2 separate regions of the Sus scrofa genome follow, and region 1 is linked to region 2. A link is a contact called in public promoter capture Hi-C data. All regions are on one chromosome and are shown on one strand. The core of a region is the stretch at or near the end of the contact, and the rest is flanking DNA. Distances in the headings are between cores, read along the strand shown.

Region 1 (3,216 bases), core at 129-2,628, 150 kb before region 2:
CCTAATTTACATAATTTGTCAATTTCTGTGGTACAGTTACTCCCATCCTTGTCGGTTTCAAGTTACACCACAGGATTAACAACTGGCTTAAAAAATTCCTCAGATTTGGCCAATCCTCTCTCACTAGCCATTAGGAACTGACTCCAAGGCCACCACTGAGGAGTTCCCATTGTGGCTCTGAGGGTTAAGAACCCGACATAGTGTCTCCAAGGATATGGGTTTGATCCCTGGCTTCCCTCAGTGGGTTAAGGATCTGGTAATGCCGCAAGTTGTGGCTCAGGTTGTAGATGCAGCTTGGATCTGGTGTTGCTGATGCTGTAGGGTACAGCTCGCATTTGACCCCTGGCCCCGGGGAACTTCCAAGTGCTGCAGGTGCGGCCCTGAAAAATAAAAAAATAATAAACAAGCCCACCACTGAGAGCTGCACACTTGCCTAGCTATGCTTCAGCATCCAGCAATTTCTTGGAGGTTCTCATTAATTCAATAAGTCAGTGAGTGTAGGGAACTGACTTCATTTTACAAAGGAGGAATCAGAGCCATAGAGAGGCTGCACGATGGAACCAAGTTCCCATAGCTGGGGGCAGTGCAGACTCTGAGGTCAGGTGTCTCTTGAGTGCCCTCTCCTTGTAAAGGGCATTGCAAGTCTTCCAGGCCTTGTGAGGACAAGGGCTTCCCCAGCAAAGGTAGCATTGACAGGTGTATTATGAGGGCACCAGGGCCATCCAGAACAGAGCTTCCTCAATTAGTTTGATTCTATTCATTGTCTGGGGGTCCCGTTAAAATACATATTCCAAGGCCACCCCCTTGGATATTTGGTCCAGTCTAGAAGTGTGGTCCAGTCTAGAAGTGTGTATTTTTAACAAGCAAGAGGATTATGATTAGGCAAGCTGGAGAAAGAGCCTGGGGGAAAATTTCTGCGTCAAAAATTCTTGCTAACTTGGGTAAGAAGTGAGAGATGAGACTACACTGACCCTGTTACATTTATATTTTTTCTTCTTAATTTTAAAACATGATTAAATATTTCGAATAAATGAGCTCCCCCACCTCCATTTGCTTCCCAGGTTTTTCCGCCAGGAAGCTGGCATAGGAGCTGAGGCACGGAGGCTGTTCCGAGATTGACCAGCGGAGGGCACCATAATGCAGCAAGAACCCCGCCAGCGCGGCGGGGTGAGAAGTTCACTGCTCACCTGGGGGCTCTCCAGGCCTGGTGGGGAGGCGGAGAGGGAAGGCTCTCCCCCTCTTCCCGGTTCCTGCCGCCCTACAGGGACTCCGAATTCCCACTCGAGCAGACTGCTCAGCCTCCGGTCTCCTCCCTGATCGGTCGAAGAAGACTGACCTCAGGCGAGGGCAGGGCTGGGCGCCGGCCCAAGGCGCTCACCCGGCTCTTCCGGGTCTTTGGCCAGTGCGCGCCAGCGCGCTCTTCCCCGGGTCGCTGCCTGGCCAGGCTCCAGCCCTTTGAGCTCCTAGTTTCTGGGTCCCTTCTGGCCGCTACACTGGCTGTGTGCACAGTGGGTAAGTCAATGGACCTTGGAGACAGACTAATTAGCGTCTGAATCCCACTTGGCCTGTCGCTTAACCGTGTGGCCAGGGACCAGATATTTGACTTCTTTGAGACTCAATTTCCTCCTCTGCACAATGGGGATAATGATTCTGCCCGATAGGGCTGTTAACGGATATTGAATGAGATTATCCCTGTGAGATTTTTTTCTCAAAATATCCGGTATATACTAAAGAATTCAAAAAACAGTGTTATTATTTTTATTATTATTGTCATTTTTACTGTGCTAGGCCAAGGGGTCTGTGATTGTTCATATCAATAAGTTCACGGGTGTCTGCCCCTTATTCCTGATTATCAGGGAACATTAAATTTATTTGTTTAACAAACACACAAGTATAAAGCACTTTTTATGTGCTGGGCAACTGTTCAAAGTGCTTTACAAATATTAACTCATTTAATCTTCATAACGACCCTTTTGCTATTATCTCCACTGAACAGATAAAGGAACTGAGGCCCAGAGAGGTTAACTGACTTGCTCAATGTCACATTGTTATTAAGCGGTAGAGCCAGGATTTCCAGCCAGGCAGTGTGGCTCAGAGCTAGAGGGGCCTGGAGTATGGCTAAGGGCCTCTAAGGCAGTGATCTGGAGTAGAAAGATGCTGACTGAATCCTTACTTCTGTACCCATCAGCTGTGCCATCTGGGCAAGCTTACCTACACAGTCTAGAATCATAAAGATCTTTACTTATACAGAATGCAGATAATACACCTACCTTGCTAGGGCGTTGTGAGGATTAGCAATAATGACAAGCTCTTGCCTGGCACACACTACATGCTAAATAAATGGTAGCTAGTTCTACTCTTGCTGCTTTTAGATTCACTCAAGTTAGGATTAGCATGGAGGTAGCCAGGGCACTGAAGACAAAGGAAATGTGCCTGGTTTACTCCCAGGAAATTGCGCCTAGAGGGGTGGCCTGCCTTCCTGGATGGTGGCTCCTCTCTCAGCGTCCCATCCCCATCTCCACCAGTAAAGAGGCCACTTGATGAAAAGGACGTAGGAGTGGTGTGGGAGACTCCAGTTTCTAGTCCCAGAACTAACAGGCTGCAGGACCCCTGGGAGCATGTGACATTTCTGCACAAATGAATTAAACTATGATGCCCCTTCTGACTCTCAGTTCTGGGACTGGGGTTCATGGGCTTGTCACTCTACTGAGAGTCTTAGGATCCCTGTAGAAGGTGACCTCAGCCTGGAGCTCTATCCTGGGGAGGGAGGTGTGTGTGTGGGGGAACTGGCGAGAGTGCCTCCAGAGGAAGCTGCAGAGGGGGAGGAAGGAGGCTGGGCTGGTGGGAGGGCCTGAGTCTAACTCCCCGCCTGGGTTTAATGAGCCCCAGGCTCGGTGAGGGCTGCTTTTCACCACCTTTTATTTGGTCAGACAGGGGGCTCAATAAATCTTTAGTTCTGTGGACTCCCCTAGTGGAATTGTTGAAGGAGAAAGCTTTTTGCAAATGACTGGAAAGCCCCTTGCAAATATAAAGTGCTTATTTAGATGCAAACGAAAAATCCAAGGTGCCTGTGACTCATCTGGTACCTATTGTGCTCGCTGCAAAGACGCGGAGGCTTGCCTGTGTGATGGGTGCCATTTGAGAGCCACTTAAAGAACTCCCTGGTGAATGAATTTGGTTGCATTATTCCCGGGGCTCCTTGCTTGCGGAGGACTC
Region 2 (3,254 bases), core at 181-2,680:
ACCTGTGATCCTGTCTTATGCAACTCACTATTTGGCTAATAGGATGTCTGTTTTCTATCCAGCCCAGACCTATGTCACTGAGATAGGACAGGAAATAGCAGCCACTTCCTGAGTGTAGCCAGTTCTGGACAAGTTTGGTGCCTCCCCCCAAAGTCACTGTTTCCATCATTTTCAGTCACGAGTGGGGCTCATTTTTTTTGATAATATAACCATTAAGAAGCAAGAAATGGCCATGTCTTCACACCCTTACAGTTTCTCTATCTTCTATTCTCTTCCCTGGGCTTTCTGATTTAAGGCAGTAATTCTTTACTATAAGTGGCTTCCTGCCAAAATACTTTAACTGAGGTCACTTCAGATTAGATTTAGTCTGAAAGTATTCGGTTTTTGGAGCAATAGGCTGGGCCTGAAGAACCACTGGAACCTAGGCATTTCGGCCAGCGGTGTGAAAAAGTGATGTTTCTTGTTTCAACTCAGGGCATCATTTTCACCCCTCGTTCAGTAAAACACACAGGCCTGAAAAGAAACCTGTGTAGCCCTCATCTTCTACCTCTTTACTCTAGAAAGAATTGAAACAGACACTAGTGTGTCACACCATCTTCTGGGATCTGTTAATGGGTACTGCTGACCGCTATGGATTCGGTGTTCCAGAAGAAAAAAAATATTCAGAGACTTAGAAAAATCTTTGGGGTGTTCTGGTCAGGCTAATCGTCTTAGTACCTAGTGCCAGAAATGATGCTTTGGGTTTGTAATTTCCAGGCTTTGTGCTTACAGGAACACTGAGTCATCACAGCTTTCCTTCTTGGGGAGATTTAAGCAGTATCTGAAATGCAAACTACACAAACAGCTCTTGGGAATATGAAAATATCCTCTCTCTAGGGCAAGAGCGCCTCCGAGGTGCCCCTTTTCTGTTGCCATACGTGGTCTGAGCACAGGGTAGAGACTGCTTTGGAAAGTTTGCCCTGGGTCATCTACTTCCTGGGCACCTAGGAGAACAGGCCCTTTCTTCATGAAAACACAGAAGAGAAAGCAGCTGCCGCTGCTCCCCCCATGAGGTTGCCTCTGGCACAGGGGGAGCCTGATGGCAGGTCAGCTCAAGCACTCTTTACATGCTCCAGACCGAGAGGCACTGGGTTGCCTTGCTTTTCTGTGAAATTAGGGAGCCTATTGAAATTCTGATGCGCCCCTTTCCTTTTGTTTGACACCAAGTCACATGGTTCTGCCTTTAGTGTCCCATTTTTCTCTTTCTAAAATTTCTTTTTCTGGGGGACAAAATTGGTCATTTAAATAAAGTTCTTTTATAGTGAGTAAAGAGGGTTCTCAGAGCCAGAAATCACTCAAAAGAAAGTCTGTCGACCCTACCCATGGAAAAGCCCAGAGAGTTCTCTAAATACCTCTTGCCAAACCTCCTAGTGCTGTGATTGGATGTTTTCTGGCTTCACATTATTGGGTGCTGAATGCATTTTGCAATCCTTCTGTTCTCTTCCCCAGGGCTCCCAGGACCCTGGACTTCAACTCAAGACTACATTCAAGAATTCTTTCAGAAGATTTCTTTTAAGAGTCAGGTCACAACCGAAAGGGCACCCTCCCTTCTCCTAAACCCCAAGGGCATCTCGGGTTGGGCCTGCTCCTCCCTTGCACCCTCTTTTTGCCCCAGCAACACACTGGCTACAGCAGATGCAGACCCCATGTAGTTAGCTGATACCTTTGCTGCAGGATCACACATCACGTCTCTGCTCCTGGCCCCAAGTGATTAAATAACATCTTCTAGAACAACTGAGGAAGGCTCTAGAATGGGTATGACTCCTGGGAATCCTGGCCAGATCTACCTCATTGCCCCCTTTCCTAAGGGCCATGTATTGGGAGCGTTCTGGAGCAGCCACACCAAGGACACGACAGGAACTCTTATTATGTTTCCTTGGGGCTCTGAGGGATTTTAGAAGTACATATCACTTTCAACTTCTGTGCTGAGGGAAACCACTCATTCAGGGCGTGGGCTGGGCCCACACTGTCAGTGTGTAATTCAGATGGAGTACAGGTAGGCAAAGGCATCATCAGCAGTTAGGTGGAACAAACACACCCAAGGGAAATTTGCTCTTTTCCTACCACAATGCACAAATTCTAACTGTCCGTGGGTTGAAAGAAGTTTTCTTGGTCCTTATAGAATGTTGAGCTGATATAAAATAAAATCCCTGTGCCTTATAAACAAAGCAAATCCAAGCCTTTCTTTCTAAGGCCAGGAGCTACTATGACCTCCGAGAGGCCTAGGAAGAAGGAATGGGCTTCGGCTGGAACAAGAGCAGGAAATTATCTACCGTACTTACTCATGGCACAAACAGATGTGGAGCATTAGGAATTTGGGGAAGGAAAAGTCTATAAATGCTGTTATTAAGAGCTAAAGTTTACCAAACTGTATACTAAGAAATGTTTTGATGTAGAAACTTTTAGTTCAGATTTTTTTTTTTTTTTTTGGCCTGGCTTGTTTCTCAGTCTTTTTCCATGTTTAGATTTGTATCAGATCCATGTGTCCATACTCCCTCCTTTTTGGGGCTCTATTTTACACATTTGGGGCTTTGGAGGTTACAAATATTGGCATTTATTATATTAATGGGGAAAAATTGCCTGCTCTGCTGAGATGCTACCTATGTTTTTAGTGCTGGGAAATTTTATTTTTAGTAGACTTTATCTAAATGTCTTGAGATAAACCTTCCTCTTTGGTTTTTATCCTATCCTTTGTTCAGCTAATCCAGTTTATATCATAAATTGCTAAAAATAATGTACTTTTTCATACCAGCTCTTGTTCTCAGTATTCATCCTAAGAAATCTTAAATCTGGAACATTTGCTTCAATTTCATCTATTTTCCTTTTTTCTGGGTACTGAAATTTTTTTTTTTTTTAGCACTCATAGCATCCTAGCATAAAGTTCTAAATGTAAGAAGATTGTTGGATTTGAAACTAAAAAATAAAAGAATCCATGCTCATTTCTATTCTTGAAGTAAAATGTTTCCCCATTCTTAAGATATTGGTGATTATTTAATTTAAAAGTAAGGATTGACAAACTAAAAGCTACTCTATCCTTTTGAAATAGGTACAGACTTAAAATGTAGGTCAGTTGGAAAGCAGCCCTTTCAAAGGCCAGAGCATGGAGTAAACGCCCCACAGAAAGTTCACTGCTCCCTAGATTAGATCTTCCACTCCGATCGAGCTTCTTCCTCTCCCAAAGAACAATCTGTCAACTATTTTGGACCATGAGACGT

The links. Promoter capture Hi-C pulls out the DNA fragments that hold promoters and counts their contacts.
Region 1: a contact with region 2 is called in a promoter capture Hi-C map of liver, with 3 times the contacts expected there. The contact joins the promoter of TIGIT here to the enhancer-like site in region 2. A contact is called at or near these places in 1 of 5 promoter capture datasets (liver), 5 of 47 Hi-C or Micro-C datasets (embryonic fibroblasts, fetal skeletal muscle, heart right ventricle and 2 more) and 1 of 2 datasets of contacts at active chromatin or transcription factors (skeletal muscle).

The regions. Positions count from the first base shown.
Region 1 is chr13:145,797,186-145,800,401 of Sscrofa11.1, reverse strand. It overlaps TIGIT (T-cell immunoreceptor with Ig and ITIM domains), which reads left to right and starts at 1,378. Exons shown (of 7, transcript XM_003358804.4): 1 at 1,378-1,512. The region is part of intron 4 of DRD3 (D(3) dopamine receptor); the gene reads right to left.
Region 2 is chr13:145,647,282-145,650,535 of Sscrofa11.1, reverse strand. ZBTB20 (zinc finger and BTB domain-containing protein 20) reads right to left here. Exons shown (of 10, transcript XM_021071270.1): 10 at 1-3,254. Among named protein-coding and RNA genes, the nearest start is that of DRD3, 120 kb to the left of the region's middle. Within about 2 kb of position 1,430, at least 17 of the 83 cell types and tissues checked have an H3K27ac peak or open chromatin away from gene starts, as enhancers often do. A contact at or near this core is called in liver, retroperitoneal adipose tissue and subcutaneous adipose tissue, where this site is marked.